Regions from separate parts of the Sus scrofa genome. Here region 2 is linked to region 1. The links are chromatin contacts, called in public HiChIP or PLAC-seq maps. All regions are on one chromosome and are shown on one strand. Each heading gives the region's core, a stretch centred on a gene start, on an enhancer-like site or on the middle of the called end of the contact. The rest is flanking DNA. Distances are from core to core; before and after follow the strand shown. Region 1 holds the start of HIPK3 (homeodomain-interacting protein kinase 3). Region 2 holds the start of CD59 (CD59 molecule (CD59 blood group)).

What was found. HiChIP or PLAC-seq counts read pairs in DNA pulled down with a chosen protein or histone mark.
Region 2: an H3K27ac HiChIP or PLAC-seq map of skeletal muscle shows a contact between it and region 1. The contact joins the promoter of CD59 here to the promoter of HIPK3 in region 1. A contact is called at or near these places in 2 of 5 promoter capture datasets (fetal liver and fetal skeletal muscle), 2 of 47 Hi-C or Micro-C datasets (embryonic fibroblasts and heart right ventricle) and 1 of 2 datasets of contacts at active chromatin or transcription factors (skeletal muscle).

The regions. Positions count from the first base shown.
Region 1 is chr2:27,684,263-27,688,100 of Sscrofa11.1, reverse strand. It overlaps HIPK3 (homeodomain-interacting protein kinase 3), which reads left to right and starts at 2,175. Exons shown (of 16, transcript XM_021083205.1): 1 at 2,175-2,784.
Region 2 is chr2:27,184,443-27,188,280 of Sscrofa11.1, reverse strand. It overlaps CD59 (CD59 molecule (CD59 blood group)), which reads right to left and starts at 1,636. Exons shown (of 4, transcript NM_214170.1): 1 at 1,568-1,636.

The sequences.
Region 1 (3,838 bases), core at 926-3,425:
GATCTGAGCCTTGTCTGCAACCTACACCACAGCTCATGGCAACACCGGATCCTTAACCCACTGAGCAAGGCCAAGGATTGAACCCACAACTTCATGGTCCCTAGTCAGATTTGTTAACCACTGAGCCACGACGGGAACTCCCCAAATACTATTTTTGAATGAAAAGATACTTTTTTTCACATGCAATTTAGAAGTCTACATTAAAAAAACTTTACGCTGAAATATTCTCTTTTGCTTTTTTTTTTTTTTACAAAGTTCACATACTAGTTAAATCAGGACATTGACAAATTATCTGGATGGTGGTGTTCAGAATGGATTGGAGGAATTCTCTTGCGGCTGAGCAGGTTAAGGATCTGTCTTCACTGCAGTGGGCACAGCGTGCTTCTCTGGTGTGGATTTGATCTCTGGCCAAGGAATTTCCAACATGGGTGTACCCCCCCAATAATGAATTAGAGAGGGAAGAGACTGATGGTAAAGAGGTTAAGTTAGGACACAATAGGTATAAACGGGAAAAAAAAAAGACTTGAACTAATAGTGTTAGTTTGTCTAGCAACATTTGCTAAGGACTTAGTATAAATCAGTGTGTTGGGGACTCACAATACAATGATAAAAACAAATTTTTTTTTTTTTTTTTGGTACAGGATCTCCTCCTGGAACTTGCGGTATATATAGTGCCAATGCCAAGGATAGAAAGTTAAAAAAAAAAAAATCCTTCGCCCTTTTCAGCTTCCTGCATATATGTAGCAGTGCCTTATGAGAATGGAAGCTTCCCATTAGAGGTGACCCAGATAAATGTTTTGCAAAAATTCTGAAGGTTTGAAGTTCTAGTTGAATATTTTCCTTGTTTCACTTACAGATTTTTCTATTATTGTCACTTTCTTCTTTGAGTCATGTTTTTATCCTTTTTTTGGTTCTTTTAACTATTGCTTTTTAAACAAGTCAGAAGTAACTAAATACTAAGTAAAAAGGAATGGCTAACATGCTGCTATCTCTCTGAGAGACAGACAGTTTTGTTTTTCTGTTTTGGCAAACTTTACAACTGGTTATCCTCCCTAAGTTGAAAACAACCTTCTTTTGAAAATGCTACTTCCAACTGCTTCAAGGCATACTATCCGTTTCCCTTAAAGGCATCCTTCAAAATACTCTTCTCCCAGCTTGCAAAGCAGCCCGGAGTCAAGGTGTAGAATTAAATACGCAGCAATTTGCCACGCCTTTTGCCCTGCCTCTACGGCTATAGAAAGTGTCTGGGGACTAATACCTGCGCAGTAGAGGCAAGCCTAATGAAGATTTTCTAAGAAACTAAGAGAGGGCACTTCCATTCCTCAGAGAAAGGTGTTCCCAAAACGTTAAACATTAATTCAGGACAGAAAGGAAGAGAAAAAAGGTATATTTAAAAAGATCAACTATGAATGATAAATATTTAGAAGGTCAGTTGTTTCCTAGGGAAAAGAAGTGCAGACCAGGGCTTGGCTATATAACCTTGGACAAGTCACCTGAAGTTTGATTCCGCGCCCTACTTTGGACCGAGGATCTCTATGGTTCTTTCATCCCTAAGATTCTATGGTTCTATGATTCCGTTGTTTGAGATGGGCCATTCTGTTGATTTCCTCGTTTCCAGGAGGGAGCTAACTAGTTAGTCTCTGGGAGTGGGACTGACTACCTTGATGGAGAATTACCAACGCAGAGGTGAGTGAACTTCATATGTATGTACGAGGGTTTGGAGTTCGAACCGTTGACCCTTTGGGATGGGCGAGCGGGTAGGACTTATTTTCGACTGGAATTGTTCACTGTATACATTTCCCCTTTCTTTATTATTAAACCTTTAAAAAAAAAGGAAAAAAACCGCCAAGAAACAGACCCTAAAGGGGTAGAAGGGGGAAACTATGATTACGGGATTTCGAAAGGCCTGTAAAATCCTGCTTCCGCATTTTCATCCTTTCTTTGGTGGTTAGGATCGTTCAAAAAATACACATATTTGGTGGAGCGGGCCCAAGAGTGAGATTCAGAACAGAAGAGGGGGCGTTGGCGGAGGCTGCTTTTGCTGGCGCGCTGGCGTGAGGGAGCTGCGGGTCGGACCCACGCCGGCCGCCAGGCGGGCTCGAAGCTACAAGGGCGCGGCTGCGGGCGGGCGGGCCCCTGGGAGGGGCTTCGCGGAGGCGCCGCGGCCCGAGCCGAGCTGGGCCGCCCGGGCTCCGCACGCAGAGCGGCCGGGCGGGCGGTGGCGCTGCGGAGGCGGCGACCGAGGCCGGCGGGCGCAGAGGAGGGGCCCGAGACTGGGGCGGCCGGCGGCAGCCGCCTCCGTGACGACTGCCGGCAGCGCGGCGACCTGAGGATACCGAGCCGCGGGCCCCGCCGTCGCCGCCGCTCCCAGCTGTCTTCCTTCTCCTCGCCTGGCGTCAGGAATGGGCCTCAACCGCCGCGGGCCCCGCACCCCGCGCCGCCCGTAGGCCCCAGCAGTCGGAGGCCGGCCGGCCGGCCTCTGACCACCCCTCGCCCCAGCCGAGCCATCCCCACCCCATCTCCCTGGGAAAGAAGATGAGGGAGACGGGCCCGGCGCTCAGCAGCCAGAGCAGCAGCAGCAGCGGTCGGGGGAGGGTGTTTCGCCGTTTCTTCTTAGCCGCCAGGACAAGATGGCAGCGGCCGCGGAGAGGGGCTGAGCCCGGGCTGGGTGGTGCCGCCTGCTGAAGCGCCTGGCTCCCTGTCCCCGGCACGGCCCCGCACCCACCTCGGACATGCTCAGGGCTGCGGCCGCCCGACGAGGGGAGAGCGCAGGCCTCTAGGAAGGTAAGGGAACAGGGCGGGGGGCGTCCCATCCTGGGTTAGGGGCGGGGGAACTGGCTTCATTGGCCGCGCGTGCGGTCAAGGGGCCAGCGGACCTCTCCTCGGACCCCCGCCGGGCCCGGCATCCCCTGAGCGGCCCGCACCGGGCGCGCGAACTGCACCCCATCCGCGTTCTCCGCGCGCTCGTGCTCCGCGTGCTCGTGCTCCGCGTTTCCGCCCCGGCCCTCGCGGGGTGGCGGGTCCAGGCGTCTCCCTCGAGGCCCGGGCGCCCCCCCTGCGAGGCCGCGGACGCGGGGCCGCGCGTGGTTCCTGCGTGCGGTGGCGCAGCCTCCGGGAAGCTGCGCTTGGGCTGGGCCAGGCCGGGCGGCCCCCCGCCGCCCCCTGCCAGGGTTGCGCAACGGCTCTTCCCAGCAACCGAAGTTTTGTTTAGTCCCACTGGGGGCCTCTTCCCTCACCGTAGCCTGGGCCGTCACTACGGAGACCTCTTGTCTTTCATTAAGGGGAACGAACACAAACACACGCACGCACGCAACTTGAGCGCCGCGGTCGATGGCTGCGTCCCGGGCTTTGTGGCCCAGTCCCCGGCGTCGCCGAGCGGCGGGTTTGGAGGGTGTCCACTCCGGGGACGTGAGTGCGTGTGATTGTTGGGGAGGAGAAATGTGATCCGTCGCTCCGCGTCCCCCGCCGCGGCCGGAGGAAGGCGTGGCGGCCGCGCGGCGGGTCTGTTGCCGGCTTCTCTCGTTACGGTGGCGGCCGTCCGCTTCCCTTCCCGGCGCTGGGAGAACTCGCGGAAAGACCTCGGAGGAGAGCTATGTCTGTTTTCCTGTCGAGAGGGAGAAGGCTGTTTTAAAATGGTATGTGGCTCTCGGCAAAGCTGTTTCCCAGTCTTATCTGGGTTTGAGGAATTGCGCTAAAGGGTGTGTGCGTAAATTACCTTGGACCTGTTAACAGAGCAGTCACAACACGTTCAGTCCTTGAACCGTGTTTCCACAGCCTCTTCCTGCCCTGTTGGAATTTATTTTTCCACCTGTCGGTTCGCTGCTTCTAACTAATTCAA
Region 2 (3,838 bases), core at 387-2,886, 500 kb after region 1:
GCCTTCTGTGGCGAACTGGGAGTCAGCTGCCCCCAATGGGGAACGTGGGTACCTGAAATCTTACTAGCCACCTCTGTCCTCCACTTATCAGAACTACCCCCATTTAATCCTTAAAACACCCTGAGAAGTGAGGCCTGTTATTTTACTGATAAAATGAGGTTAAGGAGAAGGCTCAGGACTACCCGGCCAGCAAAGAGCAGAGCCAAGACACAAACCCTGGTGTGAGGCCAAGCCCAGGCCCTTGACCACTATCCCATGACACATGAACTGCCTCACTGGTCTGCAAGCACCCCATGCTTCAAACTGTATTGATTTCAGGTGGATTCCAGAGCCATCATCACCAACAAACGAAGCTGGATAAGCAGATCAAAGTGGTAGGAAAGAGCCATTTCTCTCTCCTGTGGGGTCTCAGAACCATCCACAAAGTAATCTTTGGATTATCGGCCCTGTTTCTGAGATCTCTTCCTCCTTTTCAAGAAACATCTATCACAAGCTACCTTGATAGAGGGTGCACTATGTCTCAGGTGTGTAAAATGCATGGGCTGATGTGTTCAAATCACAATTAGAATGAAACAGAATTACTGCAATGGAGAGTGGCGGGCAGCCAGGTCTCAGCTGGGGCCCCCTGATGACTTTTAAAAATCCACCAGGAACAGGATTTTTCAAGATATCAGCTGGTCCCAACAAAAGTGGACAGGAGGTCATCACGGGAAGGAAGGAAAGCGCTGGTCAAAAGGAAAACCGGAGGGAGCCTGCTGGGCCAGAACCTTCACCAAGACAGCAACCAGGCCAGATCACCATTCCACAGACAAGGGCTCCCAGGGCACAGAGGAGCCCTGAGCTTCAGAATTCGTACAGCTACTGCCAGGGTTGGTCGCAAACCTCAACTCTTGTCTGTGTGGGTTCTGGGCTGAGGGGGAGAAGCTATGTGCGTCAGAGAAATGGAACATTTCCAGGATCCATGGAGAAAATTACTGAACGTCAACCTCAGACTCTGCGAAGGGTGTGGCCCAAGCGGGCCCCAGAAAGCCAAAATTGGACTTCACCATTTTAAGTTACGACCTCGCCCTGCTTTTGAAAATTCAAAATCGGGATGTCCAGGGAAGAGAATAAAGTCCATGACCATCCAGGGGCGGCCTTAACCTCCTTTCAAGGCGAGATTTCTTTTCCCTCAATTGCAAGCGCTCCCCTCCAGATTCAAAGTTGGAAATAAATACTGCCCTGCCCGGGAACGGGTTACCGACCAGGGAATCTTGGCTTTCCTCAGCCAGCGGCGCGGAGGTGTTTGGGAAAGCGAAAGCCCGCTGCCCCCTTCTCGTTCGTGGTCCTCGAGGGACGCCGCGGAGCTTAAAGCCCGCGAGGGGTCTGCGGCGCGGGGAAGATGCGGGCCGCGGGCGAACGGCAGGGCTCGGGAGCTCGGCCGCCCCGGGCGCGGAGGCCGGCGGAGGTGGGGGGCACCGCCCGCTCGGACCCTCCGAAACCTCCCCACCCAGGCCCGGGTCTCCGAGGGCGCTCGCCCCGGCCCCAGTCCCCCCCGCGCCGGCCTGGGCGCGCCGCTCGGCCTTACCTAACTGCACCCTGCGTCCGGCTGCAGCGCTACTCCCCGTCGGGAGAGCGGCCCGGCCTGCGCGTCTTTATCGCCGGGGCTCCGGCGGGCTCCGCCTCCTCCCGCCCGCCCCACCTGCCCAGGCTCCGGCCCCGCCGCACGCGCCGCAGGCGCCCGCCCAAGGTCACCGGACCCAGCCGGCCGCCCAGCCAACGCAGGCTCAGTGACTCGGCTCCCCGCTCCGGTTCAAAATAAGACTTGTGGCCAGGACTAGATCGTTATGTTAAAACCCTGAAAACGGGAAGTTCGATGTTCCTCCTCCGATTTGTTATTGAAAACAAAAACACTAGGAAAATCCAGGACTTAGAATTTTTTTTAAACAAAGGAGGAAAATTCATATGACAATGTTTTTCAAAACGTTTCTGTGGGAGTGTTCTTGCGGCGCCGCAGAATAAGGAGCTTGTGTTGTTACTGCAGCAGGTAGAGTCACTGCAGAGGTGTGTGTTCCATTCTGACCTGGAAACTTCCACATGCCCTGGGCATGGCCAAAAAAATAAAAAAAATAAAAAATAAAACCCATATGTGTGCCCCATGCCAAGCTCCCACTTGGCCTGGCTGTAGTGTTATAAAGCCTGGCTACAGCCTAAGTCTCCTTTCTGCTCATAGGCTCCCGTACTTTTCAGCCACAGGCACGTCCGTACTTTTTTGGAACCAAGATAAAACTCTGTTGTGGTTTTCAAAGCTTATATTCATCAGTTTGGAACCAGAGCCACCATTTAGAATTGTCTTTATGTGACCATGTAATCTGAAGTTTCCATGTATCACTTTGTCACCACCCTCTTTATTACCGGCTTGAGGAGTGCCCTGGAAGAGAGAGTGGGGGAAAACAGCCCACACCTACAAATCTTACTCCAAGAGACTGATCTCTGTGAGGACCAGGAGATTCTCTGAGGATCAGAGTAAGAAAGTATGGATCTCAGGGCTGCTTATGCAGAGTGAGGAGGGGAGGAATTCTTGAGATAAGGTTCAAGCAGGGAAACCCCATAACTGAAAATGCCATGTGCCTTCTACCATGATCCTCTGATGGCTTTGGGATGTCAAGGAAGGAACTTTATTTGGTGCTGTCTTAATCTTGGTTTTTCTCTATACAAACAGGAGTCTCAGATCAGAAGGACCTGCTTTGATATTTAATGTGTGTCTGCTTAAATCAGCTAATACATGTATATACAAGAGCTTGTTTACAAAGCTCTTCCGCATGCATTTTCTATGCATCCTAAAAGCTCTTCCCTCCTTGAAACTCTTGGATTCTGAGATGCCGCTCTCCCCTAGTTTTGCATCCAGTTCCTTGACCTTTCATCTTGAGATTCTTTTTCATTACCCACTTGCTCATAACGTGGTCTCGCCAGGCTTGCACCAAGAATGATTGCTATTTGTGTTCCCTGAGAGACTACAGTGCACCTGTTTCGTTTTGCCTGGGGAACACAATTGGCTCCCATATTTACAGGTTCGGTATCGGTGGACTCATCCAATTGCAGAATCTGTGGTTATCAAGGGCTGGCTGTATTATCCAATTTTGTTACCTTTTATATAAGGAACTTGAGCATCTCCTAATTTTGGTATCCGTGGAGGTGCTGGAACCAATCCCCTGCAGATAGCAAGGGAGGGTGTGTGTGTGTGTTTGCAGATGATTTGCAAATTTTTATTCTCCAGTCCTGACCACTCCCTGGATCTTTATGTTCATATCCAGCTGATTGCTGGACATCATCTCTATGTCCCACAGACACACCTTGAATTCAAAATGTATTCAAATTTGAACTCATCTCCAATGTTCACTGCTTTTCCTGCAATTTTGTTTTCGTAAATAAAGTTCTGTACCTGGGAATCAACTTTGATTTCTTCCACTCCCACATCTGCGTATTTTATCATTTGGATACTTCAATTTCATCCTCTCTTCATTTTACTCCTACTGATACTGCCCTAATTCAGTTATGTAGCTTGTCTTTCTTGGGCCACTACAATCCCTTCACAGCAGGTTTCCATGCGGCCCATGTTCATGTCTGTGTCTCTTGCCCCTTTTCTACTACCCCGCTGGAGACCTGGCTGGTTTACCTCTCTAGCTTTTTGACTTTTTTTTTTTTTTTGCTTTTCATTTAATTTTTCCCTTTGCTCATCACCTTTCCTGTAAGTTGCCATCTTGCAGCCATCAAGTCTGCTAAGAATGGCAGAAGAGAAAGACGGAAGGAAACTGAAACATTGACTCCACTGGGCCACCTTATCAGCCCTGAACTCTAG